Linked DNA regions of Canis lupus: region 2 is linked to region 1. A link is a contact called in public Hi-C data. All regions are on one chromosome and are shown on one strand. The core of a region is the stretch at or near the end of the contact, and the rest is flanking DNA. Distances in the headings are between cores, read along the strand shown.

The links. A called contact is a pair of places that touch in the nucleus more often than the background predicts.
Region 2: a contact with region 1 is called in a Hi-C map of blood, with 3 times the contacts expected there. The contact joins two enhancer-like sites. A contact is called at or near these places in 4 of 9 Hi-C or Micro-C datasets (amygdala, blood and liver).

Annotation. Positions count from the first base shown.
Region 1 is chr25:26,493,906-26,500,327 of UU_Cfam_GSD_1.0, reverse strand. BLK (tyrosine-protein kinase Blk) reads left to right here. Exons shown (of 13, transcript XM_038573650.1): 7 at 356-502; 8 at 946-1,098; 9 at 2,373-2,552; 10 at 3,667-3,743; 11 at 5,757-5,907. Among named protein-coding and RNA genes, the nearest start is that of BLK, 67 kb to the left of the region's middle. Within about 2 kb of position 4,582, at least 1 of the 20 cell types and tissues checked has an H3K27ac peak or open chromatin away from gene starts, as enhancers often do. A contact at or near this core is called in blood, where this site is marked.
Region 2 is chr25:26,643,066-26,649,060 of UU_Cfam_GSD_1.0, reverse strand. No RefSeq gene overlaps it. Among named protein-coding and RNA genes, the nearest start is that of FAM167A, 54 kb to the right of the region's middle. Within about 2 kb of position 2,335, at least 3 of the 20 cell types and tissues checked have an H3K27ac peak or open chromatin away from gene starts, as enhancers often do. A contact at or near this core is called in blood, where this site is marked.

The sequences.
Region 1 (6,422 bases), core at 3,333-5,832:
ACCCTACATTTCCCAATAGTCCACAGCGAAGAGTCCCCAAATGACCAGGTGCCCAAATGGGGGACAGCATGTTTGCTATGAGAACGTCCGGCCTGCTCCAGAGTTCTGGGATACCCTGGCTGAGTTTTAGGAAAACTGGAGGAGTAACATCGAGATCTGAGTTGGGTGGAGATGAAAAAGAAGGCTTTCTGGAGAGTTGAGGTTGAGATGAAACCAAGGTAATCTATGGTGGAAAGGGTCAAAATAGAGAGCAGAATTTGTGGAGGCTTTGAAATGAAGCCCAAATCCCAATCCTGATCTCCCCTGTGTATGCCCTACTTTGTTCTCATGCGTGTGTCTTTATCACCCCCTCTAGGTGCCTTTTCCTTGACTGTGAAGGATGTGACCACCCAGGGGGAGATGATCAAACACTACAAGATCCGCTCCCTGGATGAAGGGGGCTATTACATCTCCCCCCGCATCACCTTCCCTACTCTCCAGGCTTTGGTGCAGCACTATTCTCGTAAGAGGGGAGAATGTGACTGGGGGGCCAGAGGAGCCCTTGTATTTATCACTAAGACCTCAAGATCATGTGAATCATTGGTGCCATCTTGGGGTGGGGGATTATCCGAAGGCTGGACAAATATCAACATAATGATTCAAAGTCTATGTCCCTAATCCCTTCTACTGGCTTGCTTCAGCATGTGACCAGTTGAAGAATAACAAGTATTTTCAATCTTAGAAAGAGCAGGTCAACGAGAGCATGCCTTGCTTTATACAAAATGAATGCAAATAACAGAGCGTGTGTAGTATACGTGTACCTGTGCACATGTGTACCTGGAAATGGGAGTGTGGTTGGCCAAAACGAGAAGTGGATACGGCTGGGAAGGATATGGTGCCCAAGGTGGGGGAGGTGATTTGGCTGCTCTGGTAATCTCCAGCCCCACTTCTTCTCCTCTAACACAGAGAAGGGGGATGGCTTATGCCAGAGGCTGACCCAACCCTGTGTGAGCCTGGCTCCTCAAAACCCCTGGGCCCAGGATGAATGGGAAATCCCTCGGCAGTCTCTCAAGCTGGTCAGGAAACTCGGGTCTGGGCAGTTTGGCGAAGTCTGGATGGGTGAGTATGCGGCAGTAGGAGCCTCTCTCTCTCCCTGCCCTGTGTCCTGAAGCCCAGAAGTCTTAGGATATGCACACTTCATTGTGCTTCCCCAGAGGGCTTCTTCGGGAGAAAGAACAGAGATGATGGTACCCATTTGACAGATGAGGTAATGAACGCAAGCCTGGAATGTTGAAGTTAGTTAGCCCTTAGTTGTTAGGATGCCATGGTGGTGCAGTAGGACTAGACTCCAGCTCTCCGGACACCTTATTTGATTCCCTTCCCCACTCTACACCGCCCGGGACTAGCTTGCCGTTGACTGGTGTGTGAACTTGAACATTTGGTTGACTCCTCTCAGCTTTGGTTTGCCAGATGGAAATGACTTGTTCAACAGGGTCAACAGTGACCCGGGAGCTCCAGGAAGTTAATGATAGACCAAGCCACTGCTTGTAGCTGTGTGACTCTGGCCAAGTCACTTAACTCCCAGGTCCTTGTACGTGTAGCCAATGACCACTCTCCTGCTCACTGAAGGTACTATCACACTATAAAAGACAGTGCTTTATTTTATCCCTGGAATGAGCCATATCTCTGGGGCATGATATCAAGTAGGATCCTGCTGCGTCCCAAGTCCTCCAGCACCCAGGGCTGATGCCTGAAGCATGTGGCAGGAACTCTACATAGGTCCTTGCAAAGCTTCCGTGAGAAGGGTGGTCCAATTATTATTTATCTTTTACCTTTCAGGGTGGATGGGGACTTGATGGAGGGAGGGGAGAAGGTGGAGTACAGGTACCATGAGGAGCAGGAAAGGAACAACACAGGGCATAGTGAGGAAGGAAGGGAGTCTATGAGCCCCCTCTGCCTCCTAGACAATCTTGCCATGAGCTGAGATTCTAATTTCCATACTGAAGCTATCGACCATGGGGTAGAGGAGACTCATGTAGGGAAAGGAGGCAGGCTATATGGGGGACAGAGGGGACACGACAGGGACATGGTGTGGGAGTCAGGAGGTAAAACAGCCCCCACTCCAGGCAGGTAGGTTCCTCAACTTCCCGAGACTCCAGTCAGGCACAGGAGACTGAGACAGGCTGGCCTCCTGCAAGAGAAGGCTCATCTCTTACCCCAGGAGCCGTACATTCTAGCCCGGGCCCCTCCCTAGGAGGGCAGCTCTGGCCTCAGTGCTTATAGAATAAGGATGGCTGCTGGAAGCTTATAGATGTTTTAGTTAAGGGATCAACTCCCATAGTGTCTGGGTCTTCTGAAGGGTTTCTTTATTCTGTCCCCGGCCCCGGGCTCAGGTTATTACAAGAACAACGTGAAAGTGGCCATCAAGACGTTAAAGGAGGGAACCATGTCTCCGGAGGCTTTTCTGGGTGAGGCCAACCTGATGAAAACTCTCCAGCATGAGCGGCTCGTTCGTCTCTACGCTGTGGTCACCAAGGAGCCCATCTACATCGTGACGGAGTACATGGCCAGAGGTGGTGCCCTACGTGGGCTTCAGGGGGGGGCAGGATCTGCCACAGTGGGTCTGCTGGTCAGGGTGCATCTGTGGAAGTCCTTGGGCCATGGGTTGGATCAGTTGGCCAACGTCCTACAGATCTACAGTATTCCTTATGCCTGCGGGGGGAGGCAGGGCAGGAGGGAAGGACAGAAACAAGATGGGTCAATGGTTCTTACAGAGCTGTGTCCCCCGTTCAGGAGGCACGTCCTCTGGGCCCAGCCACTGTTTGATGCCCACTAGGGAGGACAGAGCATTGCAAAGAGTGGTCGACTAGGCGACCGGAGATGGGTTCTGGTTCCACTTCTGCTACTTACTAGCCGTGGACCTTTGACAACTGTAACTGGTGAGAAGAGAGGTCAGGCCAGCTGGCTGTGGGGGTCCACAGTGGGGCCAAGGTCTCATGAGGCAGTGGATCAGGGGTCTGGCCTCAGCCTGTGACCTCCTCCCCACCACCTCCCGTGACCCGTATTGCCCACTGCTTCCTGTAGGATCCTAACATGACATGTTAACCTAGGTCCCTAGAAATGGTCCTGAAGGGGACCCCACACTGAGCTGGGAGCATAAGGGCTCCCCTGTTCTCCTCAGCCCCACTTCGGGTGACTGTCTCTCCTAGCTCTTAGATGCCATGGCGGAGTTGCATTTGTCCCCTGCACCACACCCCGGGAGACAGGTCTCTCCATTCTGGCATTTTCTTGTACCCTTGGTCCTCGGAGGCAGAATCAGCCAACAAAGGGTGAAGGGGGCAAGAAGATACTTTGGAATGTCGTGCCAGGAATAGGCATGAAACTTATCGTCAGAAGAGCAGGTTCTGCTCCTGGCTCCGGGCTGGGGGGCTCTGAACCTGGATGAAACCTAACTTCCTCGGAGCAGCTGGGAGGGCAGTAGCTGCCTCCTGGGGTGCTCTGGGGACGGAGACTAGAATTTCTGTAAAGCAGAAAGCACTCTGCAGCTGTGGGTGGTTTTATTCTCTACGTACAAGAGATCTGACAGGGCGCCTCACACTTCCTCATGCCAGCCCACACGCGGAAGAGGCTGGCACCAGCAGGCTGGGATCATTTTGCAGAGAGCAGATGCAACATCTCTTTCCTTAGGATGCTTACTGGATTTCCTGAAGACGGTTGAAGGCAGCAGACTGTCCCTCCCAAGACTGATCGACATGTCAGCCCAGGTTTGTGAGCTACCGAGTGCAGGGGAACCTGAGGGTAATGATGCCCAAATGGATCCAGGACCCCAGGCCCTCTCCTCTGTGCCCTGTGGCTTCACAAAATTGGCTGTTTAGAGGTTGCATCCATGAAATTTAGATTGAGCTGGGAAGGACAGAAAACCCCAAATAATGTGCAAACATCCAGAGGTGAGCATTCTGGGGCACGTAGGTGGGTCTGCCCCTCAAAGATGCAGGGACCCACATTTCTTCCACCTGCTGGGTACTTAGCATGTCATCTTAGATGACAAGACGGCTGCTCATGCTGCTCACGCTTTACCATCTTGTCCTCTTCTCAGCCAGCAAGGGGGAGGAAAGTCCACCTTCTTCCCTTCAGAGACATGTCCCCGAAATCACCTACTATACTTGTTTAATATCCCCCCCACCCCAGCCATGTCACCTGGCCACAGCTGGGCTGCAAGGGATGTTGGGAAATGTAGTCTTTATTCTGGGCAGCCCGGATGGGATGAGGGTGAGTCCTATAACTAAGGAGGAGAGGGAGAATGGATGGTGTGGGAACCCAGAGTTCACATGAATCCCATGTAACCACGTAGGCAGGTGTTTTGTTGTGACCTTCTTTCTTCCTGGATTGTGCCCAAATGCCTTCCCTAGTAGATGAAGGACAGTCCAAGCTTCACGAGGAGAAGAGAGAGGAGGGATCTTTCCTCCCCAGGGATTTTAGCTGAGCGCTCTAACTGGCAGGAAAACACATCTGGTGGCCCTGGGTGTGTGTGTCTGTTAAAACTGGAACTCTCAGCAGAAAAGCTCTGGTCTGTGGTCGGCCGGTGAGACACAGAAACATACACACATCCGCCTACAGAGAGGAAACCTCCCCCTCACCCCATCCCCACCTTGTCTGGTATTATCTGTTATTAGTATCAGTGCCGGAACTGATATCACGACGCCCTTTTTTCCACTGAGGTAAGCGCAGATGAGTTTGAGTAGGCTGGTGAGTGGTCTCGGAAAATTAACACTGGCAACCACTTTTAAACCACATAACAGTGATAGGTGTGTCTACCCCTCTTTTCTTTCTTTCTTTGCCTTTTCTCACTCTCCTCTGTCTCTTTCTCAGTTCCTGGGGAAATCTTGGGTCACCCAGGACCAAAGGACATGAAAAGCCACCTGCATTTATACCTAGGTGCGGCCAAGCATTGAAGGGTTAGGAAACCAGAAAATCACAACCTTCCAGGTGAACAGCTTCTAAATCACATTCTAATCATGCTAGCTCTTCACCATGCCCGTGTGTACGCACACTACCTACCCTCTGGGCCTCCTTTACCTGCTTTGCAGGATGAAATGCAAATCTCCCCTACAATCATAACCCATGGCCACATGTCTTGTGGGGTGCCCACCTCAACTCCGTACCCTGGAGACTCCTTTCCTCATGTTCCAGGTCAGGACAGTGACCCCTCAGGGAGTTGAAGCACCTCCGACCCATGGCTCCCTGCTACGGGAACACTGCTTCCAACTTGGCAAGAAGAGAAAATCCTTTCCTGCCCACCTGCCCTGCTTATTTCTCCCTCTGCCCCTTGAGAGACCTTCTTCTTCTCCTGCTTTCACTCTGCTGTCTTCCTGTCCTGCAGACACTTGGAAGGAGACAGAGTGGGTGAGAGGTTCAGGCAGCTCTGGCTCTGACGCCAGCACCTCTGCCTTTCTGGATTTCGGAGGGCTGGGGTTTATGGCCTATTCGGCTGAGGAGCAATTGAAGCCAGTTTTCCCATCCACTCAGGAGCCTGGTCCTTCTCCGGCAGCATCCCCCCACCCCCTATGCACCTGCCAACAAACATGAACACACACCCAAACCCCCAAGTGCCCACTCCAGGTGGTGAGAGGGTGAAGGCTGGCCCTCCCGACAGGAGGCGGGGCAGGTGGGCAGGGTCCTTCCTCTCCTCATGTGGGCCATGCAGGGGTCGCTGGGTGGGCTCCGTCCTTGCTTGGAGGTCCCTCCGCTGTCCTTCACTCTGTGGCCTGTGCCCTCAGATTGCTGAAGGAATGGCGTATATTGAGCAAATGAATTCAATCCACCGCGACCTGAGGGCGGCCAACATCCTGGTGTCTGAGACCCTGTGCTGCAAGATTGCTGACTTCGGCTTGGCCCGCATCATCGACAGTGAATACACTGCCCAAGAGGGTAAGCGGAGCCCCCATCTACATGGGAGACCTTGGGCCTTACCTTCCCCAGCAACTCCCCGAACCCCCTTGGACTTCTTGCCACTCCAGAACAAATCCCTGTGTAAAGAGATCTGAGAGCTTTGTGGTTTTCTCAATTCTGGCCTTACTCTCAGGTAGATCGGCATTTCCCTAAAGATACTCTGTAGAACACTAGTGCCTGATGAGGAACAGCTTTGTGATGAAGTACATTTGGAGATGCTGCAGAGTCCGTTCAGGCACCCTTTGGAGATTCCCGATGCACACCAACATATAAAAGGCACTGAGAAGGCCTGCAGCCAAAACAAAAACAAAAAACAGTGTATAATTGCTTCACTGGTCTCTCCCAAACTAATTTGAGCCCAAGTTACTTTTTCCACGTAGCTTCTATTACTGTCCCACAGAATTAGAGCTTCACAGAACACACTCTGGAAAACACTTCTCTGAAGCATGAACAGCAAGGGCTTATACTCAAGATAGGGTTTCCACACAGCACTC
Region 2 (5,995 bases), core at 1,086-3,585, 150 kb before region 1:
TGGCTTTTAATTAAGAATTCGACTTCTGTAGTAGCTATAGAATTACTTGGATTATCTGTTTTTACTTTAGTTAGTTTCAGTAGTCTGTGTTTCAAGGAGTGTTTCCATTTGTCTGAGTCGTCTAATTTAGGTAGAAAGTTTTTCATGACGTCCCCTTTCCATAGGAATCTATCATAGTGTTCTTGTTCACTCCTGCTATTGGTAATTTGTGTGTAATTCTCCTTCCTTCACTTTAGTTTATCAGTTTAGCTGAGGTTTATCGATTGTATTGATCTCTTCAATTAACTTAGGTTCAGCATCATTGACTTTTTCTATTGTTTTACAATTTCTATTTAATTGATTTTTGTGTTAATGTTTGTTTTCTTCCTGATTATATCAGGTTTAATTTCTCTTTTTCTTAGTGCTTAATATAGACAATTGGGATATTTGTTTAGGAATTTTCTTTTTTTTTTTAACAATAACAGATTTTTTTTTAAGATTTTATTTATTTATTCACGAGAGACACAGACAGAGAGAGAGAGGTAGAGACACAGGCAGAGGGAGAAGCAGACTCCATGCAGGGAGCCTGATGTGGGACTTGATCCCAGGACTCCAGGATCACACCCTGTGCCAAAGGCAGGCAATAAACCGCTGAGCCACCAGGGATTCCCAGGAATTTTATTTCTTTCCAATAAAAATGTTTAAAGCAAATTTCCCTCTAATGGTGGCATTGATTGGAATATCATAAATTTTATTATATCATATATCCACTTTGCTTGACTTAAAATATTTTCTTTCTTTTGGGGGCTTAAAATGTTTTCTAATTTCCATCTTTGATTTCTTCTTTGATTCATGGATTATTGAGTAGTATGTTGCTTAATTTTCCAATTATTTGGAGATTTTTCAAATAGATAAGTTTAGAGAAGGATAAATTTGTACAGATTCAGTTGGTTTTACCTCTCATGACTTTAGAACATGGAATGCTTAAGATTTTTCTTTTCATCAGTTATCTCTAATGTGTTCTAAAATAATGTTTGTTTGTTTTTGAGATTTTATTTATTTATTCATGAGAGACACACAGAGAGAGGCAGAGACATAGACAGAAGGACAAACAGACTCCCTGCTGGGAGCCCAAGGTGGAACTCCATCCCAGGACCCCAGGATCATGCCCTGAGCTAAAGGCAGATGCTCAACCACTGAGCCACGTAGGCAGCCCTCTGTCTAATGTTTTCTAAGCTCGATTTTTTTTTTTTTTTTCTGAGATCCAGATGTGATATCTTCATACCAAGGATGCTTTGAGGTTTGGCCACGCCTAGAAGGCCAAGTCTTGATTTACCTTATTCATGAACAATTGGAAGGAGCACCGGCAGAGGGAGCTAGAGACTCAGGCCGGCCAGGGGAAGTGACCCACCTGCCTTAGAATGTCTGCTTTTTGCTCAGCTCAATCACAGCCATAAGATAATGCTGTTCTTTCTCAAGATCCAGATACCTACTTTCTGCAAACACTTGAGATTCATAAAATAATTCTGAGCCTATTCATTTTCCTCACTTTTATTCAGGGCCCTGACCATTCCGGGTACTGCATTAGGCACTAGGAGTTTAAAGAGGAAACTTACAGCCTTTGTGTGGAGTCGGGTACTCACAGGAAAAGAGGATCAAATGCACAAAGGGGCAGAGGTCCAATACACACACATAGTAATATACATTAATCACTGATGTAGACCGTAGGTCAGAAATATTCTGATGTTAAGAGTTATCATATAGGAGTGCCTGGGTGGCTCAGTCAGTCAGTTAAGCATCTGCCTTCAGCTCAGGTCATGGTCCCAGAGTCCTGGGATCGAGCCCCGCATCAGGCTCCTTGCTTAGCAGGGAGCCTGCTGCTCCCTCTCCCTCTGCTTGTGCTTTTTTTCTCTGTCTAATAAATAAATAAAATCTAAAAAAAAAAAAAAAAGGTTATTGCACAGTTTTTTTGTTGCTTAAAGTTAAGATGTTCACACTTAACAATTTAACATTTGGTGACAAACATCAATTTGGAACTTGGGCTGGTCTAGAAAGAGAATCACACATCCAACTCTTGAGATTATAGAGGTTGTTTGGATTGGTTTGGGTTGTTTAAACCTTCCTTTCAATCAGTTTTGCATTCAGGTTTTGAGAAAAAAATGATAGGTCTGAATTACAGTATTTCTTGAACTCGGGTTAAGAGTAAGCTCCAGAAAGTCCCTCCTCTCCCCTCCTACTTTGTTTGTTTTAACAAACTTTATTAGTAATGTATCACATGGAGTTTGCTGTCATGCCAATTTAGATCTTGGTCTGCTGCCAGGGACAGTGAAAGTGCAAGTATGCTGTTGGTTGGAAAGGAAGGTGGCCATCTGGAGAGAGGGGTGCAAATCTGAGAGGCTGCTTCTCCAAGAGGTTAAGAAAACAGAACAAAGCAAGCAAGATCACAAGATCAAAATGAATTGAGACACATCCAACGAAGCCCAGTGAGTCACGAGGAAGCACACAATAGGCAAGGGGGAGGGCTTGCAAATGTAATAATTTTGTTCCTAACTCATGGGAACAAAGATGGACAGAGAGGGGACCAGCAGAAAGATGGAAGGGGCAAATGGAATTACTTGAGTCACTGAGAAAGTTGTCTCTCTTGAGGAGAAAGCCAGATCTCTGCTGCTGGCTGGGGGGAGGGGGGGCTGCTAGAGTTTTGAACCTGAGTGAAGCCCATGATGGGAAAACCTGGGGTGATTCAGGTGTTTAGAGAAAGCAAGTGATAGAAAGATGGAAAGCTTTCTCCCTCCTCACGTATAATTGGGGGAAATGGCCATGATAATTAGGAACTGTAGCTTGGAAAAGCGAGAAGGAAGGTACCAAATGAAACGACAGATTTAAAAACTTCACCTACCATTTTCAGGTTAGCGGCTAGCTTATTTTCTTTATAAAGGATTGCATTCTGGAACTAAGATAAGACATGAGTTTTGCTTTAGACAGTGTGAAGGCAACCAAAGTGTGTTTCCTGGAACAGGTGCAGTGCTTGGCACAAACTAAAAAATTTTAGCAGGGGCAGCCCTGGTGGCTCAGCGGTTTAGCGCCGCCTTCAGCTCAGGGCGTGATCCTGGAGACCCCGATGGAGTCCCATGTCAGGCTCCCTGCATGGAGCCTCCTTCTCCCTCTGCCTGTGTCTCTGCCTCTGTGTCTCTTGTGAATAAATAAATAAAATCTTAAAAAAAAATTATCAGGTTACTGACATGGTGACAGAGTGCTCCAACTAGAGATTTGGGGTTTGGAGTGGTGGCAATAGCATCTGAACTTTGGGTTTTTTAGCAAATGTAGAAAGGATGACAGTCGCAAACGCCAAGGGAATCATCAAACATTCAGGTGTAAATGATGGTGGTGCTGGAACTCCAGGGGAAAAAATCCACATGTGAACAGGTTTCTCAGTTTCTCCAGCAGAGGGCACTTTAAGGTTTCTGCAACACAGTGGGTCTCCATGACAAAAGTCTGAAAAAATCTGTTTACAGAAGGAAGAATTTCACAGATTTGTTTTCTCAGACCTCTCTGAGGTTCTGGCCAGGGTATGGGTGGTGGAAGGGTTGCAGGGAAGAGAGGGTGTTGGGAAGGGAAGGAGTTGGGAAGGGTGGGTGTTGGGAAGGGAGGGTGTTGGGAAGAGCCAGAATGAGGATGCATTTCCAGCTCTGTACCGACTGGGCAGTGACCTTGACCAGCCACTTCAGCTCCTGGACCTGCTTCTTTGTTGGTAGTAGGAAAAGATCATACTCTGATTGCTCCAGCCCTGATGCGACAACATGTGATATACCCTATGTCCGCAGCCTGGGGTTGGTAGGAGGCCATGGCTCCTTTTGTATCTTGTGGGATTTAATTCTGAGCCCCATTTCATCACGGCATGTCTGTGTCTCTCTTCTCCCTTCTTTCCTGAGACTCATCACTCCGTGATGCTGCTCCTTGCTCTCTGCTTTGCCCCCTGAAGGGAAAACTGTCATCTCCGGAAGGTCTGGGCTCCCAGTGCTACAGCCTTGCGGTTCTTCATGTCTATGATTGATGGCATCCAGCCTCCCCCCCCTTGGAAGCAGTCAGACATTCGGTGTGAGAGGTGCTTCAGAGATGCTGTAGCACTTTAAAATCCACAAGGCGTCCAGATCCCTTTCTTTGGAAGGCTTCTAGGCCCTGACACCAATTTACCCACTCCTTCCTAGCAGTCATAGTGGGAGCTTGACCTACTCTTGTAGGTGCCAGGAGTCAGCTCACGCTCCCTGAGAGCAGTGGCTGCTGACTTGCCTTTCATCTACTTCCTGAAAGGGACCACTCAGGAGGTTTCTCTAAAGGAGACTCACTGTCTCCTTTGCTAGAAATAGAAGTGACTGGAAACTTAGAAACTTGCTCTTAGAAAATCTAGTTCCACCTCCAAGGGCGCCCTGTAGCATTTTTGTGATGGTTCATTCGGTCTGGTCTTTCCTTAGAGTTAGCAGAGCTCACCCCCAACTTTAGGCTGGGGTGGGAGAGAGGAGGGGGGATTCAGCAGATGACATTTTGTGTTACTGTGTCTCCTGCAGGCAGTGGCAGTAGGGACGTCCCCCCGTCCCTGTGGCCAGCCCGCAGGCTCTCCCCTCCCTCTGTGGGCTAAGCTCTGGTCATTTCAGCAGGGCCTGGCGGGGGTGGCAGGTGGGGGGACAGGTAGCTGTGCAGGAGGCGGCCTGTGGCCTGTCAAAGGTGGGGCAGACAGGAAGGGAGATCTGCTTTGCTCAAGCTGGTGTGTGGACTCCAGTGGCTTGTGGGGTGCCTGGCCATTCCTGCGCCTCCTGGGCCTTGGATGCACGCCTGCCCCCTGGGACTCCAACTCAGAAACCAAGATTTCTGGGCTCTGCTCTGAGGATCGACCGGGACCTTATTAAAAAGGTGGGGGATTCAGCTCAGGAAAGGAAGTTTATTTCATGTTCTCTGACTTGGTGCCAACTCTACACTTTAGGAAATTCTCCCCTCTTTTGCTTTTTCTTGTACCTTCTCCCCCTTTCCTCTCTCCCATCCTCCCTATCTTTCCTCTCCCACCCTCTGTTTTCTGCTCTGTGGTCAAGGGGAGCAGAGCCCAGACCTAACGGGAAGGGGTGCTGTACCTTTTGCCAAAGAACTAAAGTGCAATGACCAGCTGCTGGTGTCCACAGAGGGACGCTTGTCAAGGGACATACCTGTGTGATCTCTCAGGAGCAAAGCATCAATCCCTGAGTCCCATCCGTCCCAGCCCAGCATCCAGCAGCAGGCTAAGGTCCAGGACCTCTCTGCAAGCTAAGGCTCACTTGTTTGCTGTTGCGCTCCAGTGGTAAGAAGTGTTTTGTGCATACCCCTCCTCCCACGACAGATTCACACTTCACAAAATGTATTACTGTAGTAACACATTATGCACATTTATTTATTTTTTTTAAAGATTTTTACTTATTTATTTGAGAGAGAGAGCATGAGGGGGAGAGAGCAACAGAGGCAGATGGAGAAGTAGACTCCTCGCTGAGCAGGGAGCCCGATGCGGAGTCAATCCCAGGATCCTGAGATCATGACCTGAGTTGAAGGCAGACACTTAAGCGACTGAACCACCGGGACACCCCACATTATGCATGTTTAAAGCATATTAAAAATAGAAAGAAAGAGATTAAGAATACTAAGAGAACTTCTCATCTTTTCTTCTTGCCCCCCTACCACACCATCTTGTGCACTCCCAAGTGCCTATCCCATGCCTTGGACTCTGTGGGCCAAGGCGTCCTTAGGGCTACAGGCCGATGGACTTTTGCAGGTCGCTCAGGGTGAGGTGGGAAGAATGCTGGGTGTGGTCATTGCTATCCTGTTCCCAAACATTCCAGTTCTCCTCTGCATGGGGCACACACTAAGCTTGCATTTCCTCCTCTCCTGGAGGATTGGTTTGGCCATGTGACTTGTTCTGGCCAAAGAAATGTGAGCAAAGGTGTTTTGCATCACTTCCAGGTGCAAGCTCTAAGAAGCAGGGATAGAGGTAGAGAGAGAT